Linked DNA regions of Mus musculus: regions 2, 3, 4, 5, 6 and 7 are each linked to region 1. The links are chromatin contacts, called in public Micro-C and promoter capture Hi-C maps. All regions are on one chromosome and are shown on one strand. The core of a region is the stretch at or near the end of the contact, and the rest is flanking DNA. Distances in the headings are between cores, read along the strand shown.

The links. Promoter capture Hi-C pulls out the DNA fragments that hold promoters and counts their contacts. Hi-C and Micro-C count contacts between places; a contact is called where the count stands out from the background.
Region 2: a contact with region 1 is called in a promoter capture Hi-C map of liver, with 4 times the contacts expected there. The contact joins the promoter of Decr2 here to the promoter of Hmga1 in region 1. A contact is called at or near these places in 3 of 39 promoter capture datasets (hippocampal neurons, liver and pre-B cells).
Region 3: a promoter capture Hi-C map of hippocampal neurons shows a contact between it and region 1, with 3 times the contacts expected there. The contact joins the promoter of Pgap6 here to the promoter of Hmga1 in region 1. A contact is called at or near these places in 4 of 39 promoter capture datasets (hippocampal neurons, liver and pre-B cells) and 1 of 115 datasets of contacts at active chromatin or transcription factors (pancreatic cancer cells).
Region 4: a promoter capture Hi-C map of liver shows a contact between it and region 1, with 5 times the contacts expected there. The contact joins the promoter of Axin1 here to the promoter of Hmga1 in region 1. A contact is called at or near these places in 4 of 39 promoter capture datasets (hippocampal neurons, liver and pre-B cells).
Region 5: a contact with region 1 is called in a promoter capture Hi-C map of pre-B cells, with 5 times the contacts expected there. The contact joins the promoter of Luc7l here to the promoter of Hmga1 in region 1. A contact is called at or near these places in 7 of 39 promoter capture datasets (the 3T3-L1 cell line, the C10 cell line, embryonic stem cells and 3 more) and 1 of 484 Hi-C or Micro-C datasets (B cells).
Region 6: a contact with region 1 is called in a promoter capture Hi-C map of pre-B cells, with 4 times the contacts expected there. The contact joins the promoter of Brpf3 here to the promoter of Hmga1 in region 1. A contact is called at or near these places in 2 of 39 promoter capture datasets (liver and pre-B cells).
Region 7: a Micro-C map of the G1E-ER4 cell line shows a contact between it and region 1. The contact joins the promoter of Srpk1 here to the promoter of Hmga1 in region 1.

Annotation. Positions count from the first base shown.
Region 1 is chr17:27,554,652-27,558,836 of GRCm38.p6, reverse strand. It overlaps Hmga1 (high mobility group AT-hook 1), which reads right to left and starts at 2,263. Exons shown (of 5, transcript NM_001025427.3): 1 at 2,126-2,263.
Region 2 is chr17:26,088,451-26,092,635 of GRCm38.p6, reverse strand. It overlaps Decr2 (2-4-dienoyl-Coenzyme A reductase 2, peroxisomal), which reads left to right and starts at 2,472. Exons shown (of 9, transcript NM_011933.2): 1 at 2,472-2,672; 2 at 3,639-3,707. The coding sequence starts at 2,593. It overlaps Nme4 (NME/NM23 nucleoside diphosphate kinase 4), which reads left to right. Exons shown (of 5, transcript NM_019731.1): 5 at 484-891. The coding sequence ends at 607.
Region 3 is chr17:26,110,876-26,115,060 of GRCm38.p6, reverse strand. Pgap6 (post-glycosylphosphatidylinositol attachment to proteins 6) reads right to left here and starts at 1,745. Exons shown (of 13, transcript NM_021793.2): 1 at 1,494-1,745. The coding sequence starts at 1,611.
Region 4 is chr17:26,136,934-26,141,118 of GRCm38.p6, reverse strand. It overlaps Axin1 (axin 1), which reads right to left and starts at 2,433. Exons shown (of 11, transcript NM_009733.2): 1 at 2,078-2,433. It overlaps Gm46600 (a long non-coding RNA gene), which reads left to right and starts at 2,367. Exons shown (of 3, transcript XR_001782196.2): 1 at 2,367-2,718; 2 at 3,778-3,846.
Region 5 is chr17:26,250,936-26,255,120 of GRCm38.p6, reverse strand. Luc7l (Luc7-like) reads right to left here and starts at 2,211. Exons shown (of 10, transcript NM_028190.3): 1 at 2,030-2,211; 2 at 1-90. The coding sequence starts at 2,090.
Region 6 is chr17:28,799,453-28,803,637 of GRCm38.p6, reverse strand. It overlaps Brpf3 (bromodomain and PHD finger containing, 3), which reads right to left and starts at 2,512. Exons shown (of 13, transcript NM_001081315.1): 1 at 2,277-2,512. It overlaps Gm35883 (a long non-coding RNA gene), which reads left to right. Exons shown (of 4, transcript XR_003952337.1): 4 at 308-747.
Region 7 is chr17:28,620,432-28,624,616 of GRCm38.p6, reverse strand. It overlaps Srpk1 (serine/arginine-rich protein specific kinase 1), which reads left to right and starts at 2,096. Exons shown (of 16, transcript NM_016795.4): 1 at 2,096-2,217; 2 at 2,580-2,640. The coding sequence starts at 2,205.

The DNA.
Region 1 (4,185 bases), core at 1,014-3,513:
ACCCAACGACAGGAAAACATTTTGAAAACTTTTGATTTCTAAAACACTTAACGGTTTCCTAATTCTCAAGCATCAAGAGACCCCAGATGGTGCGGACTCTGCTCATTATTCTATTACGAGATTTCAAACTCGAGACTCCTTTAAACAGGGTGGCTGGGCCAGCTCCCATCATTAGCGGCTTGGTCTGTTCTCTAATTACAGGCTGTGATTAGAACCTTACATTACACCACAGGTGTCCTTCAAACCAAACATCAAAATTAATCAGCTAATGAGCACTGACCTCACACCGAGGTCTGCTGGAGGCCCTTCAGAGGGGGCTCTTGGGGGAAAGCCTGCCCCAATCCCAAAGACCTTGCATGCATCTAGCTTGCCTGGAGATCCTGGCCAGTCTCCCGGACACTGTTTTGCCACCTGGTGCCTCCCCAATTCTTGCCGTTAGGGACTCTAAACCACCTGCTCTCCCCAATGCCCCCACTGAATTAAGCTTAGAGTCTCTGTCCAGCGAGGCCAAGGAAAACCTCACCTCTTCCACCTGTTTCTGAGCATCAGGGAGGTCTGGCATGGCCAAGTCACATTTAGGAGTCCAAGCCCCATGTGTCTCTCTTGGGCCTCCAGCCTGTCTCTCACACGGGTGCACACGCTGTGGCTCCTCAACGTTTCAGTAACTATGCAAGAACTACCAGAGGAGTAACATCCCGGCAGGCCTATTGTTAAGGGTCTTAAAGGGTCCCCCTTTAAATATAGAGAGAAGACCCCTCAATAGCCCAAGGTCACACAGCAACTTGGTAAAATGGAGGTTCTTGCGGAATGCTTACAGACCGCCACTTTGTTTACTGAGAAGCAGGTTAAGACCCAGGCGCCCTCTACTCCAGAATGAGGATGCCTTCGCTGGCGTCCCAGCCTGGTGGTTGTAGGCCGGCGCTTCTAGGAGCTAGGACGAGGGGGAGGGGCGCAGAGCCCTTTAGGCGCGGGAAACGGCGCACCCCGACCACATGCACCGCCACGCGGGTGCGCCCGGCCCCACTTCCTGCCAGAGGGGGCACCCAAGCCCGCCTTGGGGGCAGGAAACCTGGTGCGAGTCGCAGGAAGAAAAAAACCCCTTCCTCTCTCCATGAAAACCAAAGCGGGGGGGGGGGCAGAAACGGGGAGTCGAAGGGACTAGTTCTAACAGAACCCAGCAAAGCAGAGGAACCAGTTTGTGGGGGCGGAGGGCAGGCCTGGCCCTGGAGGTTGAAGAGGCGCGGGGCAGGGCCAAAGGTGTGTGTGGGGGTGGGGGGTGAAACCCCGAAACCCAGGCCCTCGCGATCCGGCCTCGTCCACGCACAGTACTACTCTGGGAAAGGCGGAGGAGAGGCCAGAGAGGAATCTCGGGTCGCCGGGCCCCTCCCCCGCACTTCTAGAACTTCCCTGGCTGAGGGGGGCGCGCGCCCACCTCCCGCCGCTGCGCAGCGCGCGCCCCTCCCTGAGGCCGGGCTCGCCGAGCGCGAGGTGCACGGGCGCCGCTGGGTGCACAAGCGGCGCTCGTCGCAGTCGCGCGCCCCCTCCCCCTCCGCGCGCCGTTCCCCGGGGTCTCCGCACCCCACGGTCGCAACCCGGGCACCCTCAACCTGGGGACCGGAGGACGCGGCGCCCCGCGGACACCCACCCCGGCCCCGCCGCCTGCGAGCACAGTGCGGCCTCCCCTTTCCCGCGGCCCGCGCAAGCCCGGGGCCTGGGAATAAAGCGGGCAGCGCGCGCCGCAGGCCCCCCGGGCGCGCCGCGGACACTCACCGCGAGCTCCGCAGGCCGCCGGCGGGGCGCGCTCGGGGCTGCCGGGTGCGGCGTGGCTGGGCTCAGGGCACCGGCCTGGGCTCTGCCGCCACCGCCGCCGGTCGCAAATGCGGATCTGAAACCGGGAGAGGGCAGAGGCGCTGAGACCGCTGCGTGCGCGCCGCCCGGGCCCCCGCCGGGGATGTGTGTCACATCCGAGCTGGGGCGAGGGAACACTGACGGATCCCGCTCCCCTGGAGGATGGCGAGGGGCAGGAAGCTGGGCACGGCCCGTGCGCGGCCTCAATAAATAATAATGTGATTAGATTCTAGACCTACAGGAAAAAAAGAAGCCACCCGAGCGGCGGCGAACTCACGCCTTCTTGGAGCCGCGCCAACACCAGAAATAGCCCCGACTCGGAGTCCCAATTAGAGGAGCGCAGCCCCGGCTCAGGGGAGCTTAAAAAGAGCGACCCAGGGGCAGGGGGGACGGGCCCGCCCGCGCCAGCCGTGTCACCGGGGGGCGGGGCCATGCAAATGAGCCCGGGGATTTAAAAGGGCGGCCGCCCGCCAGCTGCCGCCGCCGCGCGCGGGTAGCTCGCCACTGTGCGCGCGGTTTCCGCGGGCACGCGCGCCGACGGCCCTCGTTTCTCACAGTTCCCGAGCAGCCTGGCGTTGGAGGAACCGGTGACGGCGGCCCTGCTGTTTAAGTGGGGACCCGGGGACACACCTACAGGAGCCCCCCCGTGGACTCCGGCCTCGCGGGGAGGCGCGCGCTGACGCCTGTGCCCTCGGACGTCCACGCGTACCCTAAGGAGCTTCTCGCGGCCCGGACGCCGCCCCCCCCCCCCAGCCCATGTCGAGGGCCTCTCCTTAATTCCCCTCTGCCACCAAGCAGGTGACGGCGTGTGCGTCTCCGGAGGCCTCCAGGCGCGTAAAAAACAAAGTCTTGTGAAACCCAAACGTGAAACTTGGCCAACGCCAACGGTTTAAATCTAGTAACGGCCGCCACCCAGGTGCAGGCTTCAAAGGAGCCGAGCGATTGGCCGCCTCGCCGGGACATCGCGGGGAGGAGCCACGGGTGGCCAGCTGCTTGGTGTTGAGGAAGCACGAGGTCCCTCTGGTGTGATTCCCCGCCCCCGTGACTTACGACTTAAGACAAGGGGCGCCTGGAAGCCCCTTGAGGGCAGGGGTTCGAGTTTCCCGCCTCTGGGCGCCTGGGTCAACAAAAGACTTGTTGCTGGGCCGGAGGAAGCCTAAGTGGGAAGATGGCGGGCGGTGGGGCGCGCCCTGCAGGCCGGGCGCGGGCCCTTGGACGCACCTCCCCACCTCGGTTCCCCGAGTCGGCCTTTCCACACCTCTCGTGATGCAGGGAATCGTAATTCGGGCCCAGTGACACACGACTGTGACTCATAACTCTGTTCCCCTTCCTCCGCGGTCAGCCCTCTCCTCGGGGGGCGCGCGGGCGGTGGAAGGGTACGCGGGGGCCCAGCGTGCGCCCGGCTGGAGGCGGGGTGGGAGCCTTGGGGAGGCGGGCCTCCCAGTTTCAGGAATGCCTCAGGAATGTTTCCGGTGGGGGGTGGGGAGCGCGGCGGGCCCGGCTACCCCCCACCCCCCACCCCCGGGCCGTAGGATGGCGCCCTGGGCGCAGGGCAGCACGTGCTCGGTGGGGGTGGGGCGCAGCGGTCAGGCGCGGGAGGCCACGGCAGGCCGCGGGTCCCGGACCAAGGTCCAGGTGACCCTCAGTTCCAGGGGTGCCCCTGGAGAAGGAGGAAGTCATGGAGGGGCGTTCCCAACGGGTGGAGGGGAGCCTAGGGCGCCGGGGCAGTCTGGGGGAGGAGCGGCTGCCCCTTTGTGTGCAACCGCCGTGGGGGCGGGGCGGGGTGGAAGCGCGCCGCGCCCTCCATCTTTGTGCCCCGCGAGCCGAGTTGGCTGGAGGGGCTCGAAGTTGCTGCGAGCTCTGGGGACCTTCGTAGCGAGGTGTGGCTGAGCAAGCTGCCAACTCCCACCAACGCCAGCCCACATCCTCCCATGGTACAGGTCATTGCCAGCAGCCTAGGCCACTAGGCCCTTGCTGTGGTGTTGAAGGGGGAGAGTTTGGGAATGGCCCCGCGGGCCCTTTTCCTCCGACGTAGTAGTGGCCCCTGGGCGGACACTGCCTCTGACCTGTGTGTACCAGAAAAGGATACCCTTCCTTCCTGGATGGGCTTTCGGAAAGCTTCGCCAATTGCTTGGCCCACTTCTAGTAAACTGGCTTGATCGTATTTTTCTGCTTCTTTTCATCCTGATATGCTCACCGGCCGGTTTTGTGTCTTGTGTTTTTGTAATCGACCCAAGACCCTCTCTAGAAGTAGGCAAACACAATAGTTTGTCTCCCTCCTGCCTTGCCCACTCCAGAAACAAACAGTTCCGCCCACTGACCCCCATGCAGATACCT
Region 2 (4,185 bases), core at 1,223-3,722, 1.5 Mb after region 1:
ATTTATTTATTTATTTATTTATTTATTTATTTATTTATTTATATTTTATTTTATCTTTGTGTGTGCATATGCCTGTAGTGCCTGCAGAAGCCAGAAGAGGGTGCTAGATGCCTGGAGCCAGAGTTACAGGTAGTTGTGAGCCACTGTATTTGGGTGCTGGGAACCAAGGTCTGGGTCTCTGCAAGAGAGGATGTGCTCCAACTGCCATGCCATCTCTCCAGCCCCCGTCTTCTATTCTGAGACAGGGTCTCCCTCTCTAATCCAGACTGGCCACGATTCAAGGCAGTCCTGCAATCTCAGCTTCTTCAGTGCCCTTGTTATAGGCTTGTAGCACCATAACCAACTCCAAAATCTCCTTCTCTTCTCTACGGTCACCTTGTTCCCTGACAGAGGGCAGCAGGTTAGAGGCAAGATAGCCCTGGGGTCCCAATCCAGACTTAAACTGGACTCAACCACAGACTCCACCTTTTCCACCTCTCACAGGAACGTCATCCATGCTAGCGATTCTGTGGATGGGGCCCAGAGGGAGATCGAGCTGTGGTTTCAGAGCAGCGAACTGTTGAACTGGGCAGATGGTGGTCACCACAGCAGCTGCTACCCTGCCTGAGGGCTTGCACTGCCTTCTGCACTTCAGGTCTACCCATGACCTACTACCTCTGTCAACAAGAAGTCAAGCCCCCATGCTTCCCATGTCCCCAAACCACTCCCTACTCCCGCTCTACCCAACTCCAGCCCAGGGGAGTCTAAGCCTCAACTCTATGTGCCTTTTTGTATCCTAAGTCAATACAATATTGGACCATGTCCTTGTGTACAAAAGTGCCAGACAACCTTTGGGGCATTGTCAAAGGTGACTTCACCTGCCTCAAAGGAGAGACATTAAAATTTTATGCTTAAAATGGAAATGGTCTACTTACTAGTTCTGCTATCTCAGCACTGTGTGACCTTTCCTGGGAGATATGAACAAATGCTTGTTCACCCCCTCTAGGGCACCAATAACAGACTAGAGTAACAATTCCAACCATTTCCAGTTGGTGAACCCATGAGTTCGTTGGACTGGCTTATGGGACCGTGGATGAGAGATTGGCCACAGAAACATGGGTGACCTCAGGACAGCCGAGTCACTGAAAGGTCCCCCTGCCCCCAGCATGGGCAGTGACAGCAAGCCTGATGGGATCCTGCTTTCAGTTTACCTACCTCCTACAGGGGAGTAGAAAGTCCTAGGTGAGGAGTTAAGGCCAGTGTATAATGCCGATCCTGGATTACTACTCCCCTAGTCCCAGCTACCACCGTATTCTACTTATTTCATTGGCACGACTACAGGGCCAAGCTATAGGTCACCAGAGCAATGATGCACCATGATGTCCCATAGTCATGACAAATGTGGAGGAAATTGCTTTACTCAAGCACTTTAATGAGTGTTTTTATGCATGGTATAAAACATTAGGCCTGAAGCTTAGAGCTTTGAGTAAAGAAAGGAAGGATCCCTCGACTTTGGGTAAATGCAAGAACCAAGCAAGAATCCAGGGCCCATGAAATTGAGAATCCAATTGGGGTTCTTTTGCGGGCGCTGGTATAGCTCCTGCCCATCTGATTTGTCTGAGGATGGCAGTAAAGAATAGACCGGACCTGAGGCTTCTTCAAGGCCCAGTGAGCGAGCCTTCAGTAGGAGTACACACCAGTCTTTGTGGGTATTGTGTATCAGGTCTCCTGAAGTTGGAACAGCAGAGCCTAACACTCCAAGGGCTACTCTCATCTCTCCCTCAATGCAACCCAGGCACAAAAGAGTATCCTCCACTCCCGACCTGATGCTGTCCATGATGACCACCACGGCCTGATGTCCATTTATGTTCACATTGACACATGTAAGTCACATCTCACCCCGGATCCCAGAGTCACTGATTCAGTTGCAGGTACATCATGACAGCTTCTGTGGCTAATTTGATAAGTCATTTCACTCTTTGACATCTAGACAATGGAACCCAGTTCTTGGTTCTCTGAGTTTCAGTGCAGTGATTCTTGCCAGCCAGCAAGAGGTTCACTCTGGACTTTCCACCCGGGTTAGCCACGAGAGGGAGCTATTGGGTTTGCAAGCTCCAGATTCTCTGCACTGGGAGGTAGTGTCCAAGAGCGGTGTTCATCTGGAGTTCCGACTTCCACAGCTGATAGCACGCAGCCCGGCCAGCTTGGGTATATGGACTAAGTGGCTGCACAGACACCAACTGGGAAAGGAACCGGGCATTTAACTGGCTGGAGCGTCTCTGGGCCTCTGTATCAGTGCCTCCTCCCATTCTCAGTCCCAGCAGGCTGCGCGCCACCGAGGGCGGGGTGTCCGCCTGGTCGAGTGGGAAGGGCTGGAGGCTGGGAGTTGCGGGAGGGTCTGTGATAGGAAGGCTTGAAGGGCCCAGGCACCTTTTTGGGGTGGGGCGCCCCTGTCCCACCCCCGTCTGATGGGCGGCTTGATGTGGGGGCAGAACTTTGGTCCTGGATCTTTCTGGGCGGAGCGAGCAACCTGCAGAACGCTGCGTTTTGCGTTGGAAAGGTAGATCTGGTTCCTGGTTCCACTGTCCTTGCCATCCCGGACACGCAGCAATCATGGCCCAGCCGCCGCCCGACGTTGAGGGGGATGACTGTCTTCCTGAATACCACCATCTCTTCTGCCCGGATCTTCTCCAGTGAGCTAAAGCAGGGAACCAGGGGGCGATCCAGACTTGGGGCACAGGGTTTAACGAATCTGCCACTGGATGTGACATCACAGAGGACAGATGCTCAGTACTCCGTTCCTGGGCAATCGTAGACCTGAAGTTTCTTGGGGTTCTGGAAGAATGGGATGAGGGACTGAGGGTGGAAGCTGCTCACTTTGTTTTGTTTTGTTTTAGAGACAGGGTTTCTCTGTATAGCCTTGGCTGTCCTGGAAGTCACTTTGTAGACCAGGCTAGCCTCGAACTCAGAAATCCGCCTGCCTCTGCCTCCCGAGTGCTGGAATTAAAGGCGTGCGACACCACGCCCGGCGCTTGCTCACTTTTGAAAACAAGTCTCTCTTGGTAACTTACTACGCAGAAAATTTTAGGCTAAATAAACTCCTTCACCTCCGAACTTCTAGGGAGCCTAAAAATAACCGACTTTAAAGATTGCAGTTTTATGGCTGGGGATTTATGTCTTGCAAATTCATTGAGTACCTGTTTAGCAGGAGCATGTTTTCCTTCATAGCGAAACTGGGTAGAAGTTCATGGAGTGAAAGTTCTCCACGGGCCGCTTATCTATTTGAGCTTGAGTTAACAGAGATCTATCTATCTAAAGCTCTTCGAGATGAGGTTTCTCTGTGAAGCCCTGGCTGTCCTAGAACTCTCTCTGTAGACCAGGCTGGCTTTTAATTCTTGGTCCCCCTGTCTCCACTTCTCACAGGCTGGAATTACAGGCATGCATCCCCCATCAAGCTAAAACATGGTTTTCAAAGAAGAGTTTAGGGACTAGAGAGATGGCTGAATAAGTTCAGAGCACTTACTGTTCTTGCAGGAGACCCAGCATTGGTTCCCAGCATCCACACGAGGACTCAACTCTCTGTAGGCACACAGGCAAAACACTCATACTGGTAAAACAAATAAATATTTAAAAATGACTACATTTTCTTGTTTTTGAAGGGACAAAGTGGCCTTTATCACAGGTGGTGGTTCTGGGATTGGCTTCCGGATCGCAGAGATTTTCATGAGGTACACACTACCGGAACCCTTCCTGCCACCTTACGTCCCTTTGTCTGGATCTTGGTGGATTTGGGGGAGTGGTTGAATGCTGTCTTGGGGAGAGGTCAGGACCTTTGTGGTCTCCTAGAATTAGTTGAGACTGTGTGTGACTAGCCTCACAGCCTCGTACGTTGACGGGGTGCTGCTGATGTGGGAGAAGAGTGTCCCTTGGACACAGGTTTTGTGACCTCATTGAGAGGATTAGCAGCTCGATACCAAAGCTGGTGGAGGCTCAGAATTGTGGAGGTGGAGGTAGAAGAACCCTTCTCCAGTCTTCCCCAGCACTCAGCTTTTCACAACTGGACGTGAGTCCCACAAGAATCGACTGAGGCTCCAAGTAGTAGATTATTATTCAGAGCTGGTGGCTTTATGAAGTTTCTTCTAGTAGAACAAAGCCCTGTCTATTCAGAGTCGGGAAGATTAAATAAGCTGGTGTAGCTTCTATGAA
Region 3 (4,185 bases), core at 496-2,995, 1.4 Mb after region 1:
GTCCTGAACTTTCCCTGAGAATTTAAGCAAAGGTACTCTGCCCCACACCTTCCAAACCCCAGCAACTGTCAGAGATACTACCCACACGTCAAAGCAGCCAGGGCCACAGAGCCACTTGTCCCCCACCCAGCCATCAACTCTCACTTGGGCTTAATCCCAGGGCTGGAGAAGGAGGAACAAATAGGATGTGGTATGGAGCAATCTATCAGAAGGTCTTTAGGGAACACTGCCTTTCATTTCAAACTATACCAACTCCTCGGAAACCAAAAACAACAACCCTCAAAGAAACAAGAGCTCCGGGCTGGAGAGATGGCTCAGCGGTTAAGATCACTGACTGCTCTTCCAAATGTCCTGAGTGCAAATCCCAGTAACCACATGGTGGCTCACAACCATCCCTAGTGAGATTTGACTCCCCCTTCTGGAGTGTCTGAAGACAGCTACAGTGTACTTACATATAATAAATAAATAAATCTTTAAAAAAAGAAACAAGGGGCTGGTGAGATGGCTCAGTGGGTAAGAGCACCCGACTGCTCTTCCGAAGGTCCGAAGTTCAAATCCCAGCAACCACATGGTGGCTCACAACCATCCGTAATGAGATCTGACTCCCTCTTCCGGAGTGTCTGAAGACAGCTACAGTGTAATTACATATAATAAAAATAAATAAATAAGTAAATAAATAAATAAATAAAAAAGAAAGAAACAAGAGCTCCAAGGGAGGAGGGGGTGGAAATGGGAGGTACAGTCAACATCCGGAAAGGTCCAAGGAACACCAGGTAGCACAAAGGTCTCCCGGGGAGTTTCCCGCCGGGCAAGAGAAGGGAAAGTACTCATCTTTCCTATTTCTAAATGTCTGCGGGTAGGCAGAACACAGAGGGTCAAAGATCTAACTGCCTCCTTAAACTGTAGTCCAGTGCGTTCCCACTTGCGGAGCAGAAATAACAAAAAGCAGTTAGGAAGCTCCCCTATAAGGGAGTACCCTTTCTTTACATCCATTCTGGTCAGCCAGCTTCTCTAGGGCCAGCTGGCAGCACAGTCGGTGAGAAGCAAAATCAGCAATCAAGAGTGACCTTCCTGGGATTGGATTAGGAACATAATGCTGGTTAGACCCCCCCTAGTCCAGGGTCTGCCCAACTTTCTCTAGCTCAACCCTTCTACCAGATACTGTCCCTTGCGTCACCACGGTTCAGCTATTCTTCGGAGATAGGTTCCTCTACCTCCCAGCTCTTGGGTGCCACAGTCGCGTCTCTAAAGCACAGGAGAGACGGACCGGTAGAATCCGCTCCAAGTGAGCGAACTCGGCGGGCCCGGAACGGAAAAGCGGGCATGGGGGTTTTTCTGGCCCGGATGCCCCGCAGGGGGCGCAACCCAAGATGAGAACCTCGTTTCAACGCCGCGCCAGGTGAACGCACAGGTGCCCCCCGTGAGTCACAATCCCCGCCTCCCGCCCGCCCCCGGCCCGCGCCGCGGATGGCGCTGTAGGCCCGCGGGCTCACCGCTCTCCTTGCTGTTGCTGGCGGCGGCAGGCGGAGGCCGAGCCAGGAGCAGCAGCAGCAGCAGCAGTGACCCGGTCGCTGCCTCCCGCGCTGTGCCCCCGGCCCCAACCCGGCCCATGGCTCGGCGCTCAGCCCGAGCTACCCCTCCCGCGTCCCGCGCCGCTCGCCCCCGCCTGGGCAGCCCCCGCCGCCTCTGCGGCCGCCGCCACTGCCTCTGCCCGGAGCTCCCATGGCTCCGATAGACCTGCCGCCAGCGCCCCGGGCACTTCCGCCTCCGAGGCCCCGCCCCGCAGGGAGCCGGCCTGCGGTCTAGGTTCCTGAGGATGCTGGACCGCGTCACCTTGGCCAGAGTGGAGGCGAACAGCAGGGGGCCGAAAAGGTCTCATTGGAAGGGGACACGGATTCACTGGGGATCACTCAGCTTGAGGGGGTGGGCGGCAAAGGATGAAGGGTCCTGTCGAACGCTTTGGGGTACCAGACGACAGATGTCACGTATACGTGACATATACGCCCGAAGGTGCACTCTGACCTTGCCTGGAAGAACCGAACCTCCAGCTGCTCTCAGGACCCCTCACACCATAACCATAAACTGCCGCAAAAGTATAAGAGACCAAATGGAAACGGGAAGGTGCACTTTGAGTAACCGAGTTTCATGTCAGTGTCAGATGAACTACTCTGGGTACCAAAGGGATATATTCCAAACATGTTAAAGATGTGGTTGCAAACTGAAAGCCCAAAAAGAGAAGTTGAGGCTTTTTTCAGAGGGGTTCGATGCAACAACAAAAGTAAAACAATGCACTAAAAACATGCGTACAAAAATAAGCCAAACATTTGTGGCCCGTGCCTTTAATTCCAGCACTGGGGAGGCAAAGGCAGGCAGACCTCTGAGTTCAAGGCCAGGGTAGTTTACAAATAAAGTCCAGGACAGCCAAAGCTATTACACAGAGAAACCCTGTCTTGAGAAAAAAAAATTATAAATAACACCAGGTCAGGTTGCAGCCTATCATGAAAAGCTGAGTACAGTGGATCTCAGCTGAAGTCCCAGTGCTGGCAAGGCTAGAACAAGAAAATCACCAAGAGTGAGGCCAGCCTGACCTACAGATACTAGTAAAGTGCTCCCCACATCAGTATTACCTGCCTTTTCAGGAAAGTGATAAGGGACCAGGGTGGTCATGGTGCACACCTTTAATCCCAGCACTTGGGAGGCAGAGACAGACCAACCTCTGAGTTCCAGGTACTCAGAGAAACCCTGTTTTGAAAAGCTGGGGGAAAAAAGTCAAAGTGCTACATGCTACAGGATTCCTAAAACATTATGCAAATTAGAACAACAGGACCACCTCCTGTGTTAGAGAATGTTAAAAAGTTGGAGCATATTTATCCTTTTGCCAAACAAAGATCAAAAAGCTCTTTGGGGAGATGGGGCCCAAATTAAGGAATGTCCCCAAGGAGCCTCCGAACTCTCCAAAAATAGCCCCAGCCTGTAGGAAAACTATTTCCTTTGTTATCCTGCCAGGGTTCACTGAAGTGTGGGGCTGCATCCACCCACTGTTCTAATGGTAGATGCATATATAAAGTGGTCACCCCTACTGAAAGTGACTGTGGTCACATGAGAAAGGGCTGGTGGGGCAGAGCACACCTGTATCTCAGCACAAGGAAGGAAGAAAGGCCCCACCCACCGGCAAGGCAAGTGGATATCTAAATTCAAGGCCGGCCTCGGGTACAAAGGGAGTTCCAGGACAGCCAGGGCTACACAAGAACTCCTTTCTCAACACCTCCCCTTTCTCCTCAAGAAAAAAAAGGAAAATATTGTGCTTTGTTTGGGAATGATGTACTGTGTTAGGAAAGTGGGGGGGGGGGGATGTTTTAATTGAGTGAGAGAAATTCACATCTTGTGTTGGAGAGAGTGATAGCCACAGGTTAAAAGCCCTTGCTCCTCTTCTAGAGGACGAAAGTTCAGTTCCCAGAATCCATGTTAAGTGGCTCATAACCACCTGTAACTCCAGCTAGGGGATCAGATAAGCTCCTCTGGTCTCCTAGGCCACTCCCATAGAAAAATAAAATTAATTTTCATGTCTATGTATCAAAGGTATGGAATATCTGCAAAAGAAGTTGGCATCTGGTCACCGTGCTGCGCCCTGGGGGAAGGGAGACAGGAGGCTAGGAATAGAAGACTGAACCATACCTGCTTTTATCGCTTAAATGTTTTACACAGTAGGGGGAAGGGAGAGGTAAGCTTGCTAGCAGCATTGAAGAAGGCATTGAAGACTGAAGGGTGTAGGTCACAGAGGAAGGAAACAAGGTAGCCAAGCTAAAGGAGACCCTTTGTTGCTGTGGAATCCGGCTGAGCCCTGCAGACCCCAGCTGCAGGGGGCCCTCCAGCCACTCTGAATTTAAAGCGACAGAAGTCTTTGAGTGTTACTGCTCCATGCCTGCTGAAGCATCCCACAGTCCCAAGAGCAGCAGACGTGATCAGTACTGAAGTATGCTCTACTGGCTGACCCAGCCTGGACTCAGAGCCCCCTCTCCTCTCTCTGCCCACTCCAAAGCCCTCTCTGAGTGTGTCATTGTGGAGGAGGGTTGTTGTGCTTTCCAAGTGAAAAACAGGCAGCAGAAGTCCCTGCTGTGCCCCTGTAAGGGCTAGAGAGCTTGAGGGTGGACACTCACCCCAGAGTAAAGCCTAAGGGCCCCGGGC
Region 4 (4,185 bases), core at 1,184-3,683, 1.4 Mb after region 1:
GGATGCAGCTCAGATGGTAGAGTGCTGCCTAGCAAGCTTGAGGCCTGGGTTTCATGCCCAGATGCCCAGCACTGCATAAAACTGAGAGTGATGATGCACATCTCTGTATGGAGGTAGAGGCAGAGGATGAGAAAGTCAAGGTTATTCCTGGCTTCATGAGAGTTAGAGGGTATAAGAGACCGTCACAAAACAAAAAACAACCAAAAAGGGAGTGGCTGTCCTTGGTTACCATTCAACAGTGCTGAGCCCTGACTTCCATGAAATCTATCTTTTGCTCATTCTCACAGAATACACACTTTACCTGCTAACAATGCTGATGGCTAGATTACTAATGGCTACAAGGAAAAGGCATGTACAAATAAGAGATGGGTCACAATTATGACATTTCTGCAGCTAATGACTTCTTAGGCAAGCTATAATCTCAGCCTCAGCAGGACCAGCCTGTTTCTTAAGTTCACAGGCCCTATGACTGTGGTTTGCTGCTCACTGACCTCCTATACCTCTCTTTAACCTCAGTCACTTTCTGGTAGTTCTGTCTGCATGTGGTAAGCACATTGGATATCTAAAACATCACACCAGCCCATCGTGTCTACTATGCTCTTATCTAGGATATCATCACAGGAAAAAGGGGCCTGCACTCCTGGCTACCTGTACCTGAACACGAAACATTCCCCAAAATTACTAACACTGAAACAGCCCAATTTCCAATAACCCCTGGGCTCCCACAGAGAACATCTAACACTTAAGGCACACAGAAATACCACACATAAAGCAGCTATGATAATTCAGTAAGAATCTAAAGCCCATTGCACCAAATCCAGCCTCAAATCTGCAACCAAGACTTATAAAGTGACTCTATAAAGGTAATATATAAACCTGATATCATATATAAAATTCCCTTTGACACTGTCAAAACACACAGCCCTGGGTGTATTTGTATATATTGCTTATACTCAAGTATAGCTTCCAAGCTTATGATTTAGGTGGAACGTGGAAGTAATAATATGACTATCATACTAACGAGCCATTGATTAAATTCTTGAAAGGTCAGGACTCTCATTTCATATCTAGTGCAGTCCCCCATCACATAAAGTCGTAACGGTGTTTCTCTGAAAGATGTAGGACAAGTCAATACTGCTGAAAAATCAAACAAAATCTCTGTGCTCCCTATATTTTCTCGGCCCTGAAGTGGGCTCTAAAACTGAAACCAGCTAGTACTGCCTCTCTCAGGTAAAGTCAGACTCCATGTTCTCCAAAACGGACTGTGAGTAAAGGAACGCATTGGAGTAAAGGGGAGGAGTACACAGTTATTGCGAACTCTTTACAAGTTATCTTCAGATGAGCCGAAAAAAATCCTTATGCCCAACTAAAAATGCTCGCTCTGGGCTTTGGTTTTGGGTGAATTTGTTTTGTTTGGGGGGAGCATTATTAAGTAAGGCAATGAACACCAGGACAAGTGGTTATCTGGCAAGCCAAACCACACCAGAGAGTGCCCTCCTTGGATTGTTCTTACTCGTCCCTACTTTACTTTTTCATAGGGACTAGGGGATAGCGCAAAGGAAGACACACACACAGTCTAGCACCAGCAGCTTCTCAGCACCCACTCACCCATATCCTAAATGTGTCCCAGACCCATCAACAGTACACCACACTCGGCAGACACACACCCACCTGTACATCATTCTTAGAATCCTTGCTTTTCCTTAGTCCCTGGTCCTGTTCAAACAGGCCTTGCTTTCCCCATGCCCTACTATCGTCCTGTCCCTGGCACATCGCCCCCCCCACCCCCAAGCCCTTCTCCTCATATATACCTAGCATACCATGCAGTCCCCACGCCTCTACTCATACTGCGGAGCCTGCCACCTCTTCCGCTCAACGTCCCCTTGGATCTCAGGTCTCCCTACGCCGGGCACAACCTCGCACATCAGGGGCCGCGCTCCGGCACGCCTCCCGCCCGCAACCCGCGCGCCCCTCTCTTCCGGGTCCGCGTACGCCGGCCTAGCGCGGCCTACTCCCGCAGCCCCGGGCAGCAGGCCTCCGCGCCACAGGAGCGCGCCCGTCGGCTCCCACTACTCACCAGCGCGCGGCGGCTGTGGAGGCGCGGCCCGGGGCCTGGCTCCCGGCCCGGCGAGGCCCATGCGCTCAGCGGCGGCTCAGCGGGCGGGCCACGGCGGGGGCGCGGCCCTGGGGGGCCCCCATCGCGGCGGCGGCGGCGGCTCGGCGACCCGTGGCCCGGAGGCGGCGCAAGGCAGGCCGCAGAGCGCCGCCAAAACCGGCTGCTCACTCTCACCAGCCCTCTCTGGAACCAGGCTCCAGCCCGACCCCAGCAGGCTCCTGCGGCGGCGGCCGCAAGCGCTTCCCTGAGCCGGGAGCCTGAGCCCAGAGCCCTGAAGCCCAGGCCTGAGCGCCCCCGCCGGCGCCGCCCGGAAGTGCGGGGGCGGGGCCGTGGTGTGGGGCGGGACTGCTGCGGAGGCTGGGTCTCGTTGTAGAGGCAGAACCACGGTGTGGGGCGGAGCTTCTAACACGGGGCGGGTGGGAGTCCGAGGACAAGAAGAGTAAGGGGCAGAGTCTTGAGCGAAAGGCGGGACTGCGGCGTACTCAGGAGCCAAGCACTGTCTTGCGGTGGTGAAGGCGGGGCGTGAACTAGGAGTGCCGCTGAAAAGAAACGTAGCCGCGGAGGATGCCCAATGGGGCAACGACTACTGCTCGTCCCGAAAGGTGCCATGGGAAACAGCCCTGAGCGCGCTCAACAACCACAGCCATCACTGAACCCTAGGCCAGTACACTGAAGGCAGACCACTCATATCTGATCGCAGATGCTATTGAGAGAGTAGAGTTTCTGGGTAGCTGGTCGCCCTCCACACAAATACACACATAACACTTATAATGTCTGCAAGGCATCTCTTGCTAAGTCTGCAAGCGCAAAGAGTCAACTCCATTTTGCCCCACCACAGGAACATAGATGCACAACTCTCTACTTGGCAGGTCTCAACCCTCGGTCAGCCACATCCCAAGGAGAAATATGTGAACACAAGTAATTACTGCACTTAAGAATGTCATCTACCAGTCAAATCAGCCCCTGACACCTCTCAGGTAGTCCATTTTGCAGACAAAAAGTTGTGACCTAGGCTTAGTACGCACCCACCCAGACCTCACCTTGGCCAGAGGACTCCTGGTACCCATACCACCCTATACTGGCTGCATCTGCACTTGCCATCTACATGCTTTTATACTGCTGCTGCCAGTGCCACTGCCATGTTTTGTTCTGGACATTGTTCTCCCTCATTGCCTTGTCCCTTCTTCATGGCTCACAGGCAAAAGCAGTAGTACTGGCTTCAGACTCTAAACCCACAGCTGACTGGGGTGATCCTAACCCTGCCACCTGTCCCTTAAGAGGACTTAGCACAGTACCGAGGACCAGGATTGCTATGTATAGAGAAGGAACCACTTGAACTATAGCTACTAGGGTGACCAAGCCTGACAAATTCCCCTCCTAGACTCATCACTGAGCCTCAGGTCTGGGGCTGGGGTATAGATAGTGCCCCCCCCCTCAAATGCCAGGACAAGTTTCATGTTCACTTCTGTCCATCTAATGCAGCCTCAGGTCCTCCGGCCTCTGGGCACTGGAGACTCTCTAGCAGCCCCTGACCCAGACCATTCAGCCTCATACCATTAGAAGAAACAATCACGACCACTGAGTGAGCAGTAGATAGCCTTGGCCTTGGGCATCCTCCCCACTCCCAAACCCGGACCCCAATGCTTGCCTTGATTCTGTAGAGCTGCTGCTGCGGCCAGGCCAGGCTCTCGGGATCAAGTCCACGTCCATCCTCCTGCTGGCCCACGGTGGTAGGTATCCCCAAGCCCTGGGACCAGAGTAGGGCCCTCGGGCCTCCAGCTCCTCGGGACCCCTGCCCTGCAGGGACAGGAAGGGAATCAGGAAGCCTGGAGGAAATGCAACGGCCTGCTAAGGAGTGCTGGGGGGGGGGGGTGTGGTGGGGGAGAAATTATAAATAGGGGTAAAAGGATTAAATTATGAAGACCTTGAGGGAGTTTCTGCAATGAGAGGGTAAAGGACAGCACTTGAGAGCCTTGAAATGCCTTTGCTCCTCCCAGAATTGCCATTAGCAGCTTTAACTAAATTTTCATGGCATTTGCTCATGTTTCTTGCCAGGAATCAAGAGTTTT
Region 5 (4,185 bases), core at 962-3,461, 1.3 Mb after region 1:
CAGCAAGGATGTCATGGGGGCAGCAGTCCAGAAGGTGACTCTTGCAGACACGGTCATCTGTAAACTTGACCCTCTGTCTGGTTTCATCTCCTGAAATTCATTTGTGGTTTTAAATAAAGTATTATCTCATTCACTACACAAGGCTATCTGGCAAAATTAATACACCTGGACGATTTGCAGACTAGTGTTTCTGTATTCTTCCCATCATATACACTAAGAAACTGAGCTAAAGATATTTACAATTGGAATAAAATACAAATAGTTTTTAAGCTAAGTTTTTTATGAAGAAGCACACTGAACCACATCTAACTCCACCGTTAATTCGCAGAACAGAGTCAGAAGTAGGAGTGAGCACCAGAAGGCATCCACCCAAATTTACATGTGGGCAAATGACCCATCAAGACTGGGTGTAATGAGTGCCATGAATCCACTGCGGATCATTACAGCTGCCAATCTCCACCAACCAAAGCTATTCAATAATCTGATTTTCTTGTTAGAATCAAATTAATAGGCAGTATTTTATGAAAAAAAACTACAAGAGGAAGAACGGTTTCAAGCTCTATCACTGACTTAAATATCTCTAGACCTTTTCTTCTTCTTCTTCCCCTTTCATCCCCACCCTCAAAAAGGAAAGTTGGCACCTGGGAGTCACTTTTAACAAGACAATACCAAAGAAAGCAAAAAGGAATCAGGTTAGTCAATACACACTGTGAACTCCAACACATACTGTACCCATCTGCAATCTTCAAGAACTCAGCTGCAGAATTTTATGCCCGCTGTTGAAAAGTTTTAAAGGAAAAGTTTTCTTGCCCACACCTGCAGTAAGGAAGTCGGGGAATGATACATAAAAGTAAAGGCAAAGTGGTATGTGACAAATTCTAAGGCTATCTGTGTACAGGACACAGTGCTGTGTAATAGTCAGGGAGAATATACTTCAGGATTGGCAAGCATCCAGGATTAATGTCGTGTCTTTTTACTGAAAATGTTTTCTTTCTAAACTACACTTTTAAAGTTACTTGTGGGAAAAAAGCAAACACTTTTTTGTTATAACAGCTTAGAAATTGGTTGTGACTCACGGCTCGATGAACATGAGGCTTTTCTGCAACTCCCTTGCAGATTGATGTAGGCAGGCAAAGATACACTGAACCTTTATAAATAAAATAGAGGGGCCACAATTGTTCAGTTTGTATGAAATAAAAATATGGGAAGCAATTCAAAAGCAACTCAACATACAAAGAAAGCTAAAAGCACGTATTGACCTATGAAATGGTGCAAAGAATCTGCACAGCCCTGTGAAATGTGCCAGTGTGAAATTACAACTTTATTACTTTAGTAAAAATGAAAACACAAACCACAGCAGGGATCTAGCTTTGCTAGGATGCAACTGCTTTTTCCTGAGACACCACCATGATCTTGCACGCCTCCTTACTGAACCAACTACCTAATGAATGCCGAGAGGTGACTAAACCGAGGCTAATCTGTGAGGCAGGGGAATGAAGGGAGGGAAGACTAGAAAAGTACGCGGAGGGAACCCACGTTAGAAATGCTCATTTGCGGCTCCCCGTGTAACCGTATGGAGCAAGAACGCCCGGGTTTTCGAAACCCGTCCAGCTCCTTCGGGGATCGCCTCTCCTCCGAAGAGTATCAGAGAAATTCCGCCACCCGGCAGCCAGCACCCCGGAGCCCGCGCTGGTTCCAGCCCTTCGCCGACGCTCCAGTTTGCCCGGCGGCGCCGAGCCGCCGTGCCGACCAAGAGGAACTCGCATGACGGAAAACGAGAAGGGGACAGAGCCCCACCGTCGGATCGGACTCTCAGGAAGGAGGCAGCCCGGACCAGTAGAACGCGGCGGCTGCGAGAGACTCGCAGGCCAAGCAGATCAGACAAAGGCCCCGAGCCTGGGGTCAGCAAGCAGGGGAGAAAAATGGCGCCCCGCGCAGACGCACGCTGTCACGGCCCTCACCTCAGGCTTCCAGGCGGCCTCGCCTTGCTCCCACCCCGCCCAGAGCCTGGGCCACCGCTCAGACTCACCGTCCCGAGCCGTGCCCATGAGCTGGTCCAACAGGGCCCGCATCTGCGCCTGGGCGGACATGGTGGCCAGTGGGGACGGCCGAGAAGCTCCGCACAACTCGACCAGAGAAGCCGCAAACAGCGACGAGGAAAGACGCTCCTATCAGCCTGAAGCCCGCACGGCGCTTTCCGGCCGCGGGGAATGCTGGGAGGAAGTTCTTTGGCGTTGATGCAAGGCCTGTCGGGAAGTGTACAGGAGTCGCTGAGTGGAACGGTCGCAAATCGTTCTAAAGACTAGATCAACTAAGCTTGATTTTGGCCGGTCGTGGTATGCCTGTAATCCCCAGGATCAGGCTTGAGTAGTTCAAGGCCAGCGTCCTGGGTGTCAGGCTACCCTGTGGAAGCGTGGTCTTTGTGAGACTAAGATCCTACCTCCTGTTTTTTTTTTTTAAAAAAAAAAAAAAAAAGGGCTGGAGAGACGGCTCAGCGGTTAAAGGCACAAACTGCTCTTCCAGAGGTCCTGAGTTCAGTTCCCACCACCATCTGTAATGGGGTCTGATAACCACTTCAGCTGTGTCTGAAGATAGCTACAGTGTACTCATATAAATAAAATAAATAGATCTTTATTTTAAAAAAAGACTAGATTAAAAACTCCACCACTAATTTTTATCCTGGTTCCTGAAACATCAAATTCTCTGCTCTAATGAGACTTTAGTCAAACAAATAAATTAAACTTGAGGCAAAGGCCTTTAATCCCAGCGCTGGGGAAGGCAGAGGCAGGCACATCTCTGAGTTAGAGACTAGCCTGATGGTACAGAGCAAGCTGCAGGATTGCCAGAGTTACACAGGGAAAAGCTGTCTCAAAAAACAAAACAAGGGGGCTGGCGAGATGGCTCAGTGGTTAAGAGCGCCTACTGCTCTTCCAAAGGTCCAGATTAACGAAATCTGATGCCCTCTTCTGGAGTGTCTGAAGACAGCTACAGGGTACTTACATATAATAATAAATCTTTAAAAAAAAAAAAACCTAATGATAAGTGAATTTCTAGGTTATATCTCAGTTCTTTTTGTTTGTGTAATATAGTCTCATGTTGTCCATGCTGACCTTGAACTTATTATGAAACCAAAGATGACTTGCATTCCTGACCCTCCCACTTTCCCTTCCTTACCAAGTGCTGCAATTACAAAAATGTGCAAATGTGCTTGCCTCCATTTCTTCTGTTGGAGACAGAGTCATACACACACACACACAGAGGCCAGGTTGGACTTGAACTTGCTATCCCTCTGCTGCTCAGCCTCCAGACCATTGAGATTATCAGCACATGCCATTACACTTGGTCCATTTCTTCATTTACTCTCTATAAAACTATATTGCTTATTTCAGTGAAAGTTGAAATGCTAAGTCATATTAATTACATGCTTATTTATTTATTTATTTTGTTACTCCCCCCCCACCCGCGCTCGACTTCTTCCTCTTGCTCCAGCCCCTAGGTTCTTTATTATTTGTTTTCATTGTGGATGATTGTGAGCCACCATGTGGTTGCTGGGATTTAAACTCATGACCTCCAGAAGATCAGTCAGTGCTCTTAACTGCTGAGCCATCTCACCAGCGCAATTATGTGCTTTCTAAAATGGATAGGTGTTAATGTATAATTTTTTACCCACAGCACATGAATTTAGGAGAATGTACCAAAATCCACGACTTGGACCTTTGAGCAGATTATGAAATTCCAAGTAAAGAAAGAGACCTGTTTTTTGAATTAGATGTAAAAAATATTTTGGATGTTGATTTATCAGTGCTGCAAAGTACTAATTGCTATTGAGAGTAATGTTACATTTGTAAGTTATAAAGCAAAATAATTAAATATGCACTCTTTTACATATATATGAAACTGGGGCTGGAATGATGGGTCAGAGGTTAAGAGCACTAACGTCTCTTCTGTGGGTCAGCACTGCTGAGTTCAAATTCCAGCAACCACATGGTGGCTCACAATCATTCGTTATGAGATCTGACGCCCTCTTCTGGTGTGTCTGAAGACAGCTACAGTGTACTTACATATAACAATAAATAAATCTTTAGAAAAAAAGAAAAAAACAACTTTAAAAAATAAAACTGGGCAGGGGTGATTCGTGTCTGGAAGCTGGGGAAGTAGGTGTTGGATCTATAAAGTTCAGGCTAA
Region 6 (4,185 bases), core at 1,263-3,762, 1.2 Mb before region 1:
CTAAGAAATCTTTTAAATTTTAAGTAGTCTGTCTAAGGTCTTCATTGAACTCAAGGACAAGTTGATTGGGGGGTTATCTGAGGCGAATTCTCCACCTACAATTACCACAGAAATCTCTCTCCCTTGATACTTGTATCTAATCTACCCAGGGTGCTTCCCCCAGCATTCTCTGCCCCTAAGGAGCAGCTGCAGGCAGTTACCAAGGCCATCCTCACCAGGAAGACCTAAGATAGGATGGCTATACTCAGCATACTTTAACAAACTACAATGGCCTTTTCTTTTTAATCTTTCTCACAACTACCTCAAGAGACTGTGCAGACATCATCTCCATTTCAGCCACGAGAAAACAGAAGCTCAGAAAAATGTGTGAATCCAGATCTCCTAGCAAGCTGAGAGGCTACAAACACCAAGAGTCTCGGAGAGCTCTAGAGAGAGGATGTTCTGCACCAACCTAGGTTCTAATCCTGCTCCTGTGTAACCTGGACAAAGCTTTGAATTTCTCTGCCTCCACAGTGCATCAATAAAACAGTGTGGGGTGGGGTGTACTAGCACACTTTCCAGCCCAGTACTCTGGAGGCAGAGGCGCTATTCTTAAGTACTGCCTTCTCTGTGGAATTTGAGGCCAAGCAGATCTATATAGTATTTCAGACTAGCAACGCACATAGCGAGACCCTCTAAAAATGTAAAATGTTCATAGGAGAGATGGCTCAGCACAGTTGAGAGCACTGGCTGTTCTTCCAGAGGACCCAGGTTCAATTCCTAGGCAAAACACCAATACACATATTGTTTAATAATAATAATTATATATATATATGCATGCTGGAAAAATAACAGCATTTAAGAGGATGCCTAGCACCCACACTGTGGATCACAACTCCAGTAACTCCAGTTCCAGGGTATTGGAAGCCCTCTTCTGAATTCTTGGGGAACCCGGCATATATCAGGCAACATGCCCAGGCACATAAAATTTAAAAAAAATAAAAATGTAATAAAAGCAAGGGCAGAAATATCTACTTCTTAAGGATGATCAATAAGTCACCATTGACAACCACAGTGTAAAGGCCTCTCAGTCCCAAGGTGTGACTTAAGTTAACCTGGCTGTGGAGCAACCTGAGGCAGGCATACACCACCATTTGGAGCTAAAGGACCTTTACCGCACTTCTGTTCAACCCGAAGCCCTGAGGGCACGAGATCCCGTACCAACCTCAAGGTCTCAAAAGTAGTCCCAGCCAACAGATTCCATTCCCCAATTCTCCAAAGGCAAGCAGCCTCTGGAGAGGAAACACACACTTCAGTATCGATTTTGAAGAATCTACAAGAACCCCATCCTGTAGTCTCAGAAGTCGTCTCCATCCCCATTCGGGGCTCCCGCGATGCGATCACAGGGGGCAAACCCATGGGACCCAGCTGGGCTACTGCCAGGGGAAACCAAGAGTTTCGCCTACAAGGAGCTAACAACTAGACCAGGGTTGGTATTTTTTTTTTGGCGGGAGTTTCCTCACGTACACAACTCTTCCCATACACACACTGCCGAGTACCCCCAACAGCCCCCTTCAGAGACGTTCTTAGCGACCCGGGATCCCCAACTCGACCACCTCACCCTGGCCCCCGAATGAGGAGTTTCAACAATTGGACGGAACCCGCCCTGCACGCCACACAAGGGACTCATGAGACCAGGTAAGACTCCAGACAAGGTCTCTGTCCCTTTAAAGGGACTCCTCTTCCAGTGGAATCTTCACGACACCCCCCGAAGGAGAAAAAAGAGAAATATCTCCCCCTAAAAAAAACAACCCAGAGGGTAGGCGCACCACAGATAGACGCAGAGTCCGACCCTCACAGAGAAAGCGAGCGCCAGCGAACGGCGGAGGGGTGGGGAGGGGGGGGGAGGACGCGGAGATGCAAGCACTTATTGGCCGCCCAACCTGCCCGTCAAGGGGGAACCCGTGCGCCGAGGGCGGCCCCTGAAGGCGGGACTCTGGTCTAGCCAGGCCAATAGGGGAGCACGGGGAGGGCGGGGCTTAGCCGTTTGGCTGCCAGGACCGGGGAGAAACAAGATGGCGGGTGCGGGAGGGGGTCCTCGCTTTGCAGCTCCCTTCCGCGCGCTTTTCCCGGCCTCGTCGCCGCCCTCGCTCCGGGGGAGAGGTCGCGCGTCACCCCCACGCCCCATCGGGACACCCCTGTGCGCCCCGGCCGCCCCCTCGCGCGCAGCGCTCGCTCCCCGCCGGCCCCCGCCGCCCCCGCTCGCTCCGGCCCCGCCGCCGCCGCCCCCATTTTACCTCAGCCGCCGGCCGGGCCCCTAGCTTCGGGGGCCCCCTGAGCGCGAGCGCGGCCGGCCGGGTGAGCGGCCGGGCGAGCGGGCCGGGCGAGCGAGCAGCTCCGTGCGCGGCCCGGCTGAGGGAGCGCGGCCTCCTCCCGCTCCGGCCCTCCGCTCCGTCTCCCCGGGCCCGGCCGCCTCTCCCGGGGGAGGAGGGGGAATGGAGCCACCGCCGCCACCACCGCTGCCGCCCGCCACGGAGCCCGGCCGAGGGGAGGGAGGGATCAGCCCCCAGGCAGGATCCGCCCCTCGGCCTCCCCCCGCCACCTCCACCCCTTCCCTCACTCCCTCCCCGGATCGAGCCGCCGCACGCGAAGCGGGAGCGCGAAAGCGCGGGGAGACCGGAGCGGATGCCCCCGCCCGAGCCCAGCCCGGCGCGGCGGCAGCGGCGGCGGGGAGACGGGCGGGGAGATGAGCGCGAAGCGGCAGCGCCACCTCCACGGGGCACCGTCCCCGGCACGGCCTCACGGTGGCGGTGCGGACGCGGCGGGGCCGCTTCACCCTGGGCCTGTCCCAGAGCTGATCTAGTCGGGGTTCCCACTCTGAATCCACGGAGCGGTGGCTCACCCCATCCCAGCCAGAGCGTGGGGCCACCCGCCGCCCCCGAGGTGGGAACGCCCATGCTCCCACCCACCCACAAAGCTCGCCCCAGGACGACCCCGGAGGGCCACACTGTGTGTGGCTTCCCAGAGTGCAGGTGGCTGCGAAGCCTCCAGAAAGTCGTCCCTCCCCAGGCCCCCGGGACAAAGGTCTAGCGATGTCCACCCATCCCCTCCCCCAGTGCGGACAGCCCGGGAAAGACCCGTGCCTGTGGTGTGTGTACAGGTGAGCCTCTCCTGGCACACAAGGCTGCCACGGACCAGACTTTTCCATCTGTGTGGAGTTTTTTTTTTTTTAAGTAAACATAAAAGTTTGACAGTCTGCTTAAGCGTGCCTCGTAATTCCGTTTGTCACTCTAGGCATGGGAAATACTTTTCCCCTTGAATTTGATTTGGCCAGGAGTCGGTTAATTTAATGCACTGAACGGCTTTCTCAAAGGCAGCCTGCCTGTCAAACAGCAACTCCCAGACTTTGAAGTGTACTCAAGCTGCCTTTTGTTCTAATAAAAGAAAAAATAAATAGAAGAAAAGGTCCCTTTGCCCCTCCACGAGCGCATGTACCTATAAATTTGAAAGCTTACCTCGTGACAGAGATCTTAAGCACCAATACTTAATGATGCTTATAAAGGATATATGGATAAACTGCTATCGAAGATGAAGATGAATGATATATTTTGAAAGCGTTTCCTCTACACGAACGGCTGGTGAGACTTTCAATTGCTCGATTGGCTCTGGTATCCAGGACCTGGGTACTACAGTTGAAAGAGTAGAGAATAAACATTTCTCACGGCCCAAACCTTGTGTTTTTATTTACATTGAAGTATAGGTGTTCAGCATCCTAAGAGTTGAGAATTTACCAGTTGAGTGAAGCATGGAAGTTGGGTTTCCTTACAGGAGTGTGTTCTTGATAGATGGTAATAACATACTGCAAAAATAACCAATTTTTAAGAAGGAAAGGGCGTGGCTTGTGGAGCCAAGCAATCGCCTCCGCCAGCACCCCCACCCCACAGTGTTTTGAAAGCTTTGAAGCAGAAATGCTGTGAATTAGTCAACTGTTGTTAAAGCTTGGGGGAATAATCACAGGAGGGAAGGTGTGGAAAGATTAATTGTGGAAGGGAAGGCCCTAGAGGAAGAAAATATTGCAATTACTTTTAGCTTTAAAAAAATTGAGGAACAAATAGGAATTTCACGTCTTGTTCTTTTACAATGAAATATAAACATTTACATAGGACTTGTGTCTCCTTATCTTTTATTCTTCGCGGTTGCTTCTGG
Region 7 (4,185 bases), core at 847-3,346, 1.1 Mb before region 1:
CTCTCACTGAACCAGGAGCTTGCCAGCTCATTTAGCCAGCTTGCTCCAAGATCCTTTGTCTCCAGCACGCCACCTCGCCTACACAGCAGTTATATGGGTTCTGGGGATCCAAATGCCAGGCTAGAACTTTACGCACTGAGCCAACTCCCCAGCCCAAGTCCCACTTCTTCTTCTTCTTCTTCTTTTTTTTAAAAGATTTATTTATTTATTTTATGTAAGTACACTGTAGCTGTCTTCAGACACTCCAGAAGAGGGAGTCGGATCTCCTTACGGATGGATGTGAGCCACAATGTGGTTGTTGGGATTTGAACTCAGGACCTTCAGAAGAGCAGTTGGGTGCTCTTAGAGACATCTTACCTGCTGAGCCATCTCACCAGCCCCCAAGTCCCACTTCTTATAGAGCTGGGTTTTTGAGCCCCTACCCTAGCCAGCTGGAATATAGACATATGCACGCCACTTGAAAAGGCTTCAGTGGAGCCGGGTGTTGGTAGCGCACGCCTTTAATCCCAGCACTTAGGAGGCAGAGGCAGGCCGATTTCTGAGTTCCAGGCCAGCCTGGTCTACAGAGTGAGTTCTAGGACAGCCAGGACTACACAGAGAAACCCTGTCTCAAAACAAAAACAAAACAAAACAAACCAAAAACCCCCCAAACAGACAAACAAAACAACAAAAAGAAAATCACAAAAAAGATCTAAAGGAGAGTTCTGAAACACATGAAAAGTATACAATTCCAATTGCGAATTTCAGTGCCTACTATAAATCTCCACAGCAGTACCCACAGTCTATGTTTTGGAAGAAATACTGGGGTCTAGAGAGCCTCATGTTCCTCCCCCATCTCTCTCATAAATGCCTGCTGATTCTACTTTACTATAGGAGTTTTGATGCCTGAATCATTGGGTTGGGACAGCAAGATTCTGAGCACACAATCCTTTCCACGTTCTCATCTTTCTGTAATGGGGATAATAACTACCTTGGCCTGAAGTTGACATCAGCATCTAATAAGATCATGCACTTGACAGTATGGAAACACCCGGTAAGTCCTACGATGAAGAGAGTTCTTCAAGGAGAAAACAGAATTCCCATTCACACCCTTCCTTTAAGGCTTTCAACTTGCAGCTAGAAAATTCCCTTTAGAAGTGTTTGCTTTTACTTAAAATAATTGTTTAGCTTACTTATGGGTGAGGGGTTGTTGCATGTGCCATGGGTCCTGTGTGCAAGTCAGAGAGAGACCTGTGGGAATTGGCCCTATTTGGATTTGAATTCAGGTCCTTAAGGCACCTTTACTTGCTGAGCTGTCTTCTGGTCCAGTTCTTTTCTTTTTTTCTTTTTTCTTTTTTGGTTTTTCGAGACAGGGTGTCTCTGTGTAGCCCTGGCTGTCTTGGAACTCACTCTGTAGACCAGGCTGGCCTCGAACTCAGAAATCTGCCTGCCTCTGCTTTCCAAGTGCTGGGATTAAAGGCGTGCACCACCACTGCCCAGCTTCTGATCCAGTTCTTTTTTTTTTTTTTAATATTTTTTTATTACGTATTTTCCTCAGTTACATTTCCAATGCTATCCCAAAAGTCCCCCATACCGCCCCCCCATCCAGTTCTTATTGATTTATTTTGGGTCAGGATCTCATTATATATGCCTTGCTGGCCTGGAACTCATAAAGATACACCTGCTTCTGGAGTGCTGGGATTAAAGGCATGGGCTGCTGGCCCAAGGTTTTATCTTTAGAAGAGGACAGAGGCACACGTTCCCTCCTTCCAGCCTTTGTTCTGTGTGTATCCACATACAATTTAATTTCCCATTTTCTTTAATGTCTTAATTGGCCCTTACAACAGCTCAGACAGGAACTGGGATATGTTTGGGTTAAGCAGTTTTGCAGGCCGGGGAAACTGAGGCAAATCCCGACTGACTGCGGAGCCCTGCCTTTCCTCAGGAGGTAAGAACTTCAAGCCGCGCGCTTTATGGCGGGACACTAAAACCAGCTTCCCATTCAGGATCCCTCGGTCCCTTGCCCTCCACTCTCGTACACCCCGGAGCAGGTGGTAGGCTCTGTGTTCACCACGCAGGCGCGCGACGCCGTGTGGGGCGTGGTCGGGCGGGCCCGGAGGCGGGGCCGGCGCGCGCCGGGAGGAAGAGCTGGGATTTGGGCCGCGGCGGGAGCCCGAGTCGGCGTCACTCGAGTGCGCAGGCGCCTGGCGGTTACCGGTCTCGCCATGGAGCGGAAAGGTGAGCGGCGGAGCGGCCTCCGCCACGAGGAGCCACGGCGGTCCCCGACTGGGCGCCAGGCGCCTCTCTGGCCACTGTCGCGGCCCCCTGAAGCGGCGTCACTCTTGCCTCTCGCCCCTCGGCTGCGGCGTCCTCCGGCGCCCGCCGTCCCCGCCCCTCGCTCCGCAGCCCCCAGGCCGGGGCGGCGAGGCCTCATGGCCGGCCCGAGCCTCTTTGGGCGCGCCGGGCCTGGCAGCCGCTGTGCACCCCGAGCAGCCCGCCCCGCGCTCGGCCCGCAGCCTCAGGCCCGGTCGCCCTGCGTGCTCGCGCCGCTCCCCGCCTCCCACTTACATCGGCCCTTCATCCATCCCTCTCTCCCGCAGTGCTCGCGCTCCAGGCCCGAAAGAAAAGGACCAAGGCCAAGAAGGACAAAGCCCAAAGGAAGTGAGTCTTGTACCCCAACATCCCGCCCTTTGCGTTTCCTCGGGGACCTCCTCCCCCTACCGGGTTGTGCGCTTCGGGCGGTTCCCCCCCAACCCCTCCCCGCCACATGGTTACTGGGCCGCTGTGTGATTCGCCCTCCGGGAATCATGTGGAAGGTAGCTGGGTCTCCAGGCTCGGGTCTGCTGGAAAGACCCGGAGCCTGCCCGGCACCACTCGCCAACTCCATCGAGGAGGCCCAGGTGTGGCCCGGCAGCCGGAGCTGGCAATCATTACCTGCCTGTCTGTGAACTCTGCTCTTCCTTCCGTGCTCCGCAGCGTCTTAACTTGCCTCCTACGTCTGTCCGCACGCTACGCCATCGGGAAATTGTTGAATGAATTTTCCCTGTTTACCCTTGGCCCTGCCAACCACACGCTCGCTTGGGTAGAGGAGGACGGCCGGGAGTCTTCCTCGCGCCTGATTACTCTGCTTCCTAAGTCTGGGAGACTCTGTGGCGTTGCTGTCCACTCGGTGTGCCGGCTAAGTTATGCATTACCGGCGGGCCGTACTATCAGGTCCTCAGAGCAGTAACGTCGGAGTAATGTCCAGAGTCAAATTGCTGGTGCCGGTTGGGTGATTCCGGCTTGGTGGGCCTAGTGCTACACTTGCCCGATTTGATGTGTAATAGTGGTTTAGTGGTGTTGGGGGTGTGTGTGCACAAAAGAGGGCACAGTCTGATAGAAACGCTGGGTGGAGGCTTATTCAAGTGAGCTTAGCTGCTACCATTCCCACCAACGTCTTTGTTTTTTGAGATAGCCTTGGCTGACCTGGAACTCCCTATGTAGACCAGGTTGGCCTTGAATTTATCCTCTTGTTTTTGGCTCTGAGAATCCTGGGATTAAGGGGCATGTGCCACCACTGCAGGCTCACTGCCATTGTGAGCTTAGAAGTTAGCTTTACGAAGGATCTTGTACTAACATTTAGTTGCAGAGGTTCCTCCGGGTGGACTTAGAGAGTTCTCTGCTTAGCACTCTGTTTCAGAGGAACTGTTTTCTGTGTTTTCCCATTTATTTGGTGTTTTGTATTATCAAGCTGGGTCTGCACTGCTCTGCCACACATTAGAAGTCTTCCTAGGTCACCCTGCTGCGCGACTGTACCGGGGTGGAGTGGGTGGTGTTGCTTAGGAGACTCCCTGAAGTTTTTTGGGGGAGGCCGTGCAGTGACTTCTTTGATAAAGTGCCGACTTCTCCTCTTCTCCATTTTCTAGTGTGTGTGAGTGAGCGCTGAGGTGTGGGCAGGTGTGAGAGTGCGCAGGTTCCTGGGATGGTTATCCATTTAGGGATGTCTAGAACTCGGTTTGAATCCTCTGTTGAATGGTTGATAGAAACGGCAGAGCTGTCCTAGCAGCAGCTGGGATTTCAGCACTCCGTGGGGAAGCCATATGAGTGTTTTACATTTTCTGATGGAAGGAGGAAATGGTTTTATTAATAACACTTAAAAGGGTTTTTTTCCCCTCTTATTTTAATTTTGGTTTTTCTCCATGTAGCCCTGGCTCTCCTGGAACGCCC